Linked DNA regions of Macaca mulatta: region 2 is linked to region 1. The links are chromatin contacts, called in public Hi-C maps. All regions are on one chromosome and are shown on one strand. The core of a region is the stretch at or near the end of the contact, and the rest is flanking DNA. Distances in the headings are between cores, read along the strand shown.

Region 1 (4,545 bases), core at 672-3,171:
ATTAGCTGAGCATGGTGGTGCATGCCTGTGGTCCCGGCTACTCTAGAGGCTGAGGTGGGAGGATCACTTGAACCCGGGAGGCGGAGGTTGCAGTGAGTCGAGATTGCACCTCTGCACTGCAGCGTGGGTGACACAGTGAGACCCAGTCTCAAAATAAATAAATAAATAGAGGGACCCCCCCACCTGCCAGGAGTCACAGGCAGCTGGAGGGCAGAGACACACACTCGTGGCAAGACAACCAGCCACTCCAGGCCATGTGTGCCCAGGGCCTGCTGTGGAGCAGAGGGAGCATTCTTGGCTGGCACCAAGTCAGACATCTCCCATACCTGGGAACACAAAGTAGGTGCTCAAACCTACTTGATGAATTAAACTTCCTGTTTTTAGAGGTCACGAGAAGGCAGCACCTCTGGGCCATGCTCAGCTGAGGCTGCTGATTCTGAGGTGGGACCAGAGATAGAGTCAGGAGACATGACTTGCCAAGAGAAATGAGCTTGGGCTTTGTAGGTTCATGGCCTCATTACAGCAGCAGGGAATGTAGTGAGAGTAAAGGGTAATTCTTCCAGCCCCCATTTGGGGATTGGACACAGGGCCTTGCTGTCACATAGACCTAAACCCAGGATAGATGACACTCAGCTGGGTTGGCCTAGACCCCTGGGGTCCCCAGATGGCTCCATCCCAGAAACCGATGAATCAAAACCAGCCCTGGGGAAAACATGAGGAAGGCCAGGCTCCCGAATGCAGATTCCTCATCCTGTATTTTCCCTCCTGCTGGAGAAACCAGGTCTCATGTGTTCAAGGGTGTGACATTCTCATGTCTCTCTCATTCCCTTCCTTTATAATCAGTGCTTATTCTCAGAAAAGGCTGCAGAAACATATTCTTATTAAGGGGTAAATAACTGACCACATTCTATAGCGTTGCCTCGCTCAGGGGTATTTGCATTTAAACCAGAATCTGTGGTTTAAGTGAAGGGAATAAAACACAGATAGTGGAATTTCAGATCCTGGCATATACAGAACGGTGTTTTGGATGGCGTAGTGTTTCTGGAGCTTCCACAATTAACACCACCTAATCTCACTAAATGTAGGCTGGTCCTGATCTTGTCCATCTCAACTGGGCCCTCTCGGCCTCCGAAGGTGAAGGTCAGTCTCCCTGCTGAAGAGTTTTTGTCCTCTCCTCAACACACTCTGGTGGTTTTCGAACCCTGATTTTGTGATAGGCCCGCAAAGGGTTCATGATCCAGGGTTGAGGAGTTGCCTCTGGGTCTTTTTCTTTGTCTCTCTGTTTCTGAGGACAGAAATGCTGAACCAGCCCAACAAGGCGTGGTAGCGTTTGTAGCTTACTGTGGTTTATTTGGAGCTAGAGGTGGGGGTGGGGACAGAGGAGCAGTAGTTGGTGCGGGTGGGGGCTGGGAACAGCTGGAGTGCCTTTGAGGGAGCAGCTGCCATAGAGGCTTCTCTGTGGGTGTACAGCAAAATGGTGGCTTTTAATACTTTTCAAGGGATAATCTCATTCGATAAATCCAGCTGAGGAGGTGGGAACTACCCTCGGATGATTCCTGCCCTCCCTCCCGTCCTCCTGCAGGGCCCTCCCAAGACCCTTCCCGGTGCCCAAGCACACCTGAGTCTGTGGGATCCCTATACTTCCTCCTTACCCCTCCTCCTCATCCAGCTCTGGCCTCCTGGCCTCCTCCAGTGGCCAGCCAGGGCAGGAGAAAAGGTTCTCGGCCCTTCATAAATCACCTTCTCCCTGCCTGGAAACACCCAGAGAAAGGAAGCTGCCATCTCCACAGCCACGTGGCACGGCTACCAGCAATGCCAAGAGATAATGACAGGTTGAGTGTTCTCTGCCTAGTGAGGACTTGCATGCAAATGACTCCACTCTGAATGGACCTAATTGTCACCGCCTGATGTGGTGGCTCAGACCACCTCCTCCTCCCTCCTCTGGTGGGGAGGAAGTGGAGCAGGGAGCAAAGGGGATCCTGTGGTGTGGGGGAGGGATGGACTCAAATGGCCCCTGGGACCTGGAGCCCGAGGGAGAAGGAAGCTGGCATTTCCCCTCTGTGGGCTGGGCCTGCTAGTGCACAGCTGTGGCGAGAGTGGGGATTTGCTCCCCGACGTGATCCAGAGTGAGATTCGGCTCTACAACCGTAAATCCCTTTATGCATCGCAACTCAGCCGTGAGAGGCAGTCACGTGCCTGCAAGATGTTACCGCTTGGCCAGCCAGGCCCAGGCAGAGAAAGGAGAGGTTGCAGGGAGCAAGGCAATGAAGATCCTCCCTGTGTGCTGCAGGAAGCCCTGCCCTAGCTTGTCCCCAGGAACTCCCGCCGGCAACACAGGCAGAGCTGGGCATGGAGACCTGGCAAGGAAGACGTGAGGGTGGTCAGGAGTAGAGAGAGCCAACACTTACAGAAGGCTTCCTTCATTTCAGATGCTTTTCTACATATGTTTACATGACATGTATGAAGACTCATTCCCTTCTCACTGTATCTCTACCATGTGGGCTCTATGGTTATTATCCCCAGTGTTTGCACAAAAGGAAGGGGAGGCACAGAGAAGTGAAGGAATTTGCTCCAGATGACACTTTTTGGCAGAGCTCAGATTCAAATACAGAGCCTGGCCCTAGACCTTCCGTTGTGCTCTTCCACCTCCCTCTGGGAATGCACCGCTTACCTGGTGCGCTCCTGGAGTCAGAGCAGCTGGATGAGTCCCGGATGCTAAACTGGGCTTCAGTGTCTGTCTCTGAGTGAGTAAGCATGCATCGCTATTGATGGAGTGTTTATACATCTCTGTGCATTGCATGCCCATTTTCTGACGCAGCTGGACATCCTCTGGTCTAACCAGAACCAGGGTCCTGCAGCTCTTACTGAGTTGAATTCTGGAGTGGAGTCCATGATAATGAAGAAAGCACAGAGTGGTGGCAGATGTCTTGTGTTGAGGAAGAGAAGGCTGAGGAAGAACCCAGTGAATATGTTCACATGGTGTAGAGAGGGGCTATGGTGCTGCTAAGCAGAGAGGGCTCTAAACCCATCCCAAACATCGCCTTTTCACCCATTTACAATTCTGGGTTTCATATGTGATTTCACTTGGAGAAAGGCATTCATACTCCAAAGAAAAGTGTCCAACATTAGAATATTCCAAAGTGTCTATTCTACAGTGCTATGAGAATGGGTAATAAGGAGCCACTGAAAACTTTGATTAGGAGAAGCCATTTGGAAATCCTCCTCCAGTCACAAGTATCCCAGTGAATAAGAAGGTATATGGGCCAGAACTAAATGTGGCCATCCACTAGCTGAGAGGGCTGGCTAGTGAAGGGGAGGTAGCTGCCCATTCCCCTGGTAGCAACCAAAATACAGGACTGGATCCAGTGTCCCCTCCTCAGAGTTATCCTAGGAAATCAAGGAACAAGAGGTGAAATTCACCCGTGAGGTACTAAGAAAAGATTTCTGGTTTTGCAGCTACTGCCCTGATATTTACCCCAAGCTGCAACAGAATGTTTCATTGTTAATTGGTCAGGAATTCCCTAATCACTGAAAGGAAACTGGCATTGAGATCTGTATTACTATGATAATTCTGTAATTCTGCTGCATTAGTGTTATTAAATGTCACTGAGCGATTGCTTTCCCAATGGTTAAATTTTTAGTGCATTTATCCTTTCAAAACTTTAGGCACCAACCCCCCAGAAAGATACCACCAAAAATCCTGTTCCAAAGTGGGATAGTCAGAATGCTGCTTAAAACTCCCGGAGCTCCTAATCAGTTTAAACCAAAGCCATTCAGCCCTGATTTTGAGATCATGACAAACTCGCTTTGTGCCCAGGAAAAGGGATGAAAGTTGGCGCTGCCCCTCCTTGCCACACAGAGTGCCTCCCTGCTCCCTTTTTTCCCCTCCTTCAGCTCCTTCCTCCACCCACCCCAAACCCTGAAATTATATAGACAAGAGCAAAGATATGTTTGGACTTTATGTTTGGGGAATAAGAGAGATCAGTTGGATTAGTCTCTGAATGAAGGTGAAGATGAAGATTCCCAGTGGGGCATGGGGGACCATAATAGACCCCAGACCCATTTCAACCCAGCTTTCACGGCTGCATGTTGGACAGCTGCAATCTCCTAAGTCACCTAGATGCCTATGGTATAGCCAGGCGTAGCTTGGATTGGGATGTCAGAAAAACCTGAGTTCTAATGCTTGCTTTGCGCTTCAACCTTGGGCAAGTTAATGAACTAATTCCTGCTCTTTAGTTAAGTGGGGTAATAAGTTATATGCCATAAAATAGGGGAAAACATCAAGGTTCTATCAAAACTACTATCTTTTTAATTTTTTTCTTGTACAAATTCGTTAGACCAAAAAGTAATCCCCTTGGAAAATTTCAGGAAATGACCAGGGTAGGGAGATCTGCTAGGCTGGCATTCCAGGTCTCATGTTCTTGGACAATGGGGGAGAAGGGAGAGAGGAGAGCCAGAGAGAATGTTTGAAGGTTTCATATTCCGCTTTCTTTTATAAGCTGTGACCATCCACATGTTGGAGGAAAATGTTAATTAAATGACCAA
Region 2 (4,545 bases), core at 980-3,479, 190 kb before region 1:
TGCGTGTAACTAGCATAAAACCTCCTACACTCAGGTTGTAGAGGTACTTGGAGTGGATGCAAAGAGGAGGGTCCTTCTCTACTTCCAGCGTGTGGGGCACGGAGCAGCTGTGCTGATACCCCCAGGCCCACTCAGATCCCCTCCCAGCAGACAGCAGCCCCTTTCATCCTGTCTGCCTTAGCGGTTTATTTTAGGCATAGTCTGACCAGGTGCTCTGGGTCAATAGGCTTAGTTTTAAATAACTGGATTCCTCTCAATGACCGTTCCCTTTAGAAGGGAAGCGGCGTGGTAGAAGAATGAGCCAGCAGCCTGGCGGCGGTGGGAGATGGGAGCTAAGACAGAAGACTGGAAATGTGAGGGCTCTGTCACTCCCTGCGTGACCTTAGATAGGCTCATGGCTTCCCCACTCTGGGCTTCAGTTTCCTTATCTATAAAGCAAAAGATTGGTCTGGGTCATCTCGAACACCTCCTGCAGTCTGTCCCCCCATCTCTGTTCTATGCCTGTGTTTCCAGATGACAAGACACATCCTGCAAATTGTTTCAGGGTGGTGATTTCGCATGGAGGAGCTGAGCCACTGAGGGATGCAGCAGCTTATAGAGCAAGCTCTGCTCTGGAGTCGGGAGGCCTGGGTTCTAGTCTTGCTTCTGATACAAACTCGGTGGCCTTGAACAAGCTAAGCCCGGTTTTTCTCACCCGTTTAAAGGATGAACCTTGAAAACATTATGCTGAATGAAATAAGCCAGGCACAAAAGGATACATACTTTATGATCTCACTTATGAGGTACCTAGAATAAGTAACTTCATAGAGACAGAAAGTAGAATGGTGGTTGCAGGAGCTGGGGGAGGGGAGGAGAAGGGGGAGTTATTATTTAATGGGTGCAGGATTCTGTTTGGGATGATGAAAAAGTTTTGGAAATGGTAAGTGGTGATGGTTGCACATCGTGAATGTTTTTGATGCCACAGAATAGTACACTTCAAAAGGTTAAATGGTAAATTTTATGTTATGTGTATTTTAACATATAAAAAACACACACTTTTCAAAATTTAGTTAAAATTTCTAGGGATATTTTGGCAAAACCTGGGAGTGAGGAGTTCCAATTCTCCTGTGTGAACTTAGGCCACACATTTCGAAGAAGTAAATTTTCTTCCTCTGGCAAATGCAGCTAGCCAGCGGCCCCCTTCTTTCCCTCCAAACTTCGCACTCCACACCTTGGAGTGTGCCCAGGTGCAGCCAAATTGTCAGGGCATACTCAAAGCAGCTTCCATGACCCTGCAAAGGGAGCTCCAGTCCTGGCTCACAGGCCATTCTCAGGGGTAGCTAGATCCCTTCTCTGGGTTCTATGTACCCTCTTATTTTCGAATTAAGACAAAAGGAGGGCTTTCCAACCATATTGACCTTTTACAGCAGACCTGGCTCAGCCATGCTTGAGTCCCCAGTGCCTGAGCCAGTGCCTGACACAGCAGGTTCTCAACATTCATTTGGTCACAGAGAAGACGCCCTCACTCCAGTCCTATTCTATGCCAACTTCATAAAGATGAGTGTAAGGAATAAGCCAATTTCTGTCAGGCAAGAAAGCTAGAGGGGTGGGTAGGTGAAGATGAAGAAGGAAGATACATAGGTAGAGTAGACATTAAACTGCTCATTGCAAATAATTGTTTAAATAGTCACAATGTGCCAAGTGCTGAGGAAAATTTGAACATCGTGCCAGGGGGTGGCTGGACTCATCTAGGGCTCTCCGGAGGGCAGGCTTGCGGAAGTCACGAGGGGTTGGAAGGGCAGCTACGAACTTTGGGGTGGGGAGTAGCATCAGACAGCACTAAAAAGCCTGAGATTCTACCCAGAGCATCCATGCTCCTCCCGGGGGGTAAGCTGAGTCCGAAAGAGGCAGGAAGCTCGTGTCCCAGGTGACTTAGGCCAGTAGAAACCGGGCGTCCTTGGCCGAGGCATGGCAGGCTCTTGGCACATGGATGACACATGCCTGTGTGCTACCACAGGCTCCAAGTCGGTGGGTGACAGGGACCCCTCGCCTCTCAGACAGCGGAGCCGGGTCGGGGCCTTCTGGCCCAGGTCGCCGCCCCTGTTCCTGGGCTTGTGGGGCTGGGGTCCGTCTGGGCTCCGGGCTCGCGCGGCGCTCACCACGCGGGGTGCCGCGGGGGGGCGGGGAGAGCGGCCGCCTAGCCCAGCCCCGCGGATGACAGGAGCCGGGGAGCCGAGGAGGGAGGAGCCGCCGCCGCAGCCGAGCGCTGGGCTGAGGAGCAGAGAGAGCGGGGCGCGGAGTGCGGGCGGCTGGGAGCGCGCTGAGCGGGGGAGAGGCGCTGCCGCACGGCCGGCCACAGGACCACCTCCCCGGAGAATAGGGCCTCTTTATGGCATGTGGCTGGTAACTTTCCTCCTGCTCCTGGACTCTTTACACAAAGGTGAGACCTGCGCGGGCGGCTGGGCAGCGGAGGCGGCGGGGCCAGGGTGGCGCGGCTGGCGGCGAGGCGGGGTGCCTGACGGGCTCCAGGTGCCTGGGGGGACCAACGGGGTGCAAGGCCTCGGGTGGGGCGCAGCGGGGCGGGGCAGGCACCCTGACAGGGGCCGAGTGAGAGTCAGCTGCCGACCGCTCCGCCAGTCACCCGCGTCTGCCGTTTTGGGGCACGCCCGTAGGGGTGGTGGCGAAGGAGCCCCTCATCTCTTGGCTCCCCGCCGGGCGGCAGTTCTGCCCTGGACCCCTCCCCCAGCCCCTTGCCCGCTTCCTGCGGTTTGGTGGCGCTGGGACCCCGGAGTGCCCTCCGAGTCGAGGGTTCCTCAGGCCGTGACTCTTGACCTAGGAATCCTCGCTTATTCGGGCCTCGGACTCGGCGGTTGATGTCTCCGCTATGTGCGTGCGCCCCTCTCCTGCCGCGGACCCCAGCCCTGGCGCGAATGTTGGCGCACCGCATGGCGCTTATCCGCGCATTGGCTGGAGGCAGGGTGGGGATAGTGAGAGTCCGGAGAGCTGGAGGTCCCTCCGATAGCAAGTTTGTTCTCCAAACCCAGAGGTCACCCTCCTCCGGCCCCACCTCACCCCTCTGCCCCGGGCGCTAGCCCCGGCTTGGTGCGCCACCGTGGCCACCTCGGGCAGCGCACCCCAGGGTGCGAGATTCTCCGCTTCCGCGCCTGGCCAGTTGGACCTGGGGACAAGTCTTCAGGCTGGGGGGCGTGTCCTTCTTCCTGGAGAGAGAGGGTTGCTGGGGGTGGGTCCAGGTGGCCGGCATGTCCAGACCTGTGGCTGGGGCGCAGCGTACCTGATCCGCGAGGTAGCCGGGACCAGGAGGTTGGAAGAGGGCAGACATTTCCGACTGAAGTCACCTGTGCACTGAGTCGGGACCAGGCAGGCGCAAGTAGTCGGGCTTCCAGGCTATCGCAGAGGACGTGCCCCGGGGAGCGCAGATGGCGGGAGATGAGGCGGCCGAACTCCGCGCCCTTGCGCGGTAGAGCACACACGCTCCAACAAGCTCAGCATCACCTGTTCAGCCCTCTAACTTTTCTCCTTCGCTCCCCGGGGCGGCTTCTCTCTTCCTTTGCCCCGGCTGTTGCCCTGGTCGGGCGGCAACTCTTGACCCCCAGGCGATGAGGAAGGGCACTCCAGCGGAGCGTTGGCGCCCGGGGAGGGTTCCAGCCCTGCCCTGCTGGTGCTCCAGGGGTCTGGAGTCTGCAGCCTGCCGGAGCCCACTGCGATACACCGTGGGCTGGGGGAAGGAGGATAACCCTTATTTGTACATACCGCCGGGTCAAAGCTAGACTCAAGGCCAAGATACTGCTGGCATGGCATTTACTGCGCGATCGGATTGCGGGACAAGGAAGGGTGGCATCCAAAATCGTGGACAAAGTAGTTGAGTTTTTCAGGCTCAGTGGGGTCCCCCCGGGTTACACACCAAGGCTGGTCTCTGCTGTTTAACCCCTTGCCCCCCGCATCACACTCCTTCATCCTACCTTAGCAGAGCAAGAAGCCTGCCTCCTGTTCAAGCCCCATCCCCGAACCCCAGTCTCCCTCTCCCCAGGTTCTTCCTGCCTCCCTCCGCCCCCGCAGGCTGGCTCGGCTCGCAGCTTTAATTACATTAATATTAAAAATACATAAGGTGAGGAGCGGCTTTCTCTCTCGATAGCTCTCTCTCCAACCCCCATCCCCTTTCCCAATTTGTCAGGCGAGAAAGCACAGGCCCAAGCCGCTGCCACACTCTAGCCCGGCTTTGTCCCCAACTCCCCCATGCCTCCACAACACTCTCTGGAGACATCTTCCAGGACAGCCCATTCCCCGGGACTGCAGGAGGCCCCTCAGCAAATACCGGAAGGACGCCCCCCTCCCCCTTCCAGGAGCCTGGCATTAATAAATGAAGCCGAGCTATTTGATAGGGCGGGAGCAGATGGGGGTGGGGGTGCAGAAAGGCCCAGAAGGCAACAGGACAGCCAAGGGGCAAAATCTTGTCCAACTCGAGAGGGAAGTTGCCAGTGGTCTTGGACCTGTAAGCGGGCGGGAGGTGCCAGTTGTGGCGGCCCCTCAGTGGCCTTTGGGTCTGCA

Evidence for each region. A called contact is a pair of places that touch in the nucleus more often than the background predicts.
Region 2: a contact with region 1 is called in a Hi-C map of fetal cortex germinal zone, with 2.2 times the contacts expected there. The contact joins the promoter of DSCAML1 here to the enhancer-like site in region 1. A contact is called at or near these places in 2 of 14 Hi-C or Micro-C datasets (fetal cortex germinal zone and fetal cortical plate).

Annotation. Positions count from the first base shown.
Region 1 is chr14:118,275,482-118,280,026 of T2T-MMU8v2.0, reverse strand. All of the region lies in intron 3 of DSCAML1 (DS cell adhesion molecule like 1), which reads left to right. Among named protein-coding and RNA genes, the nearest start is that of DSCAML1, 190 kb to the left of the region's middle. Within about 2 kb of position 1,921, at least 11 of the 40 cell types and tissues checked have an H3K27ac peak or open chromatin away from gene starts, as enhancers often do. A contact at or near this core is called in fetal cortex germinal zone and fetal cortical plate, where this site is marked.
Region 2 is chr14:118,470,215-118,474,759 of T2T-MMU8v2.0, reverse strand. It overlaps DSCAML1 (DS cell adhesion molecule like 1), which reads left to right and starts at 2,229. Exons shown (of 33, transcript XM_028834027.2): 1 at 2,229-2,419. The coding sequence starts at 2,374.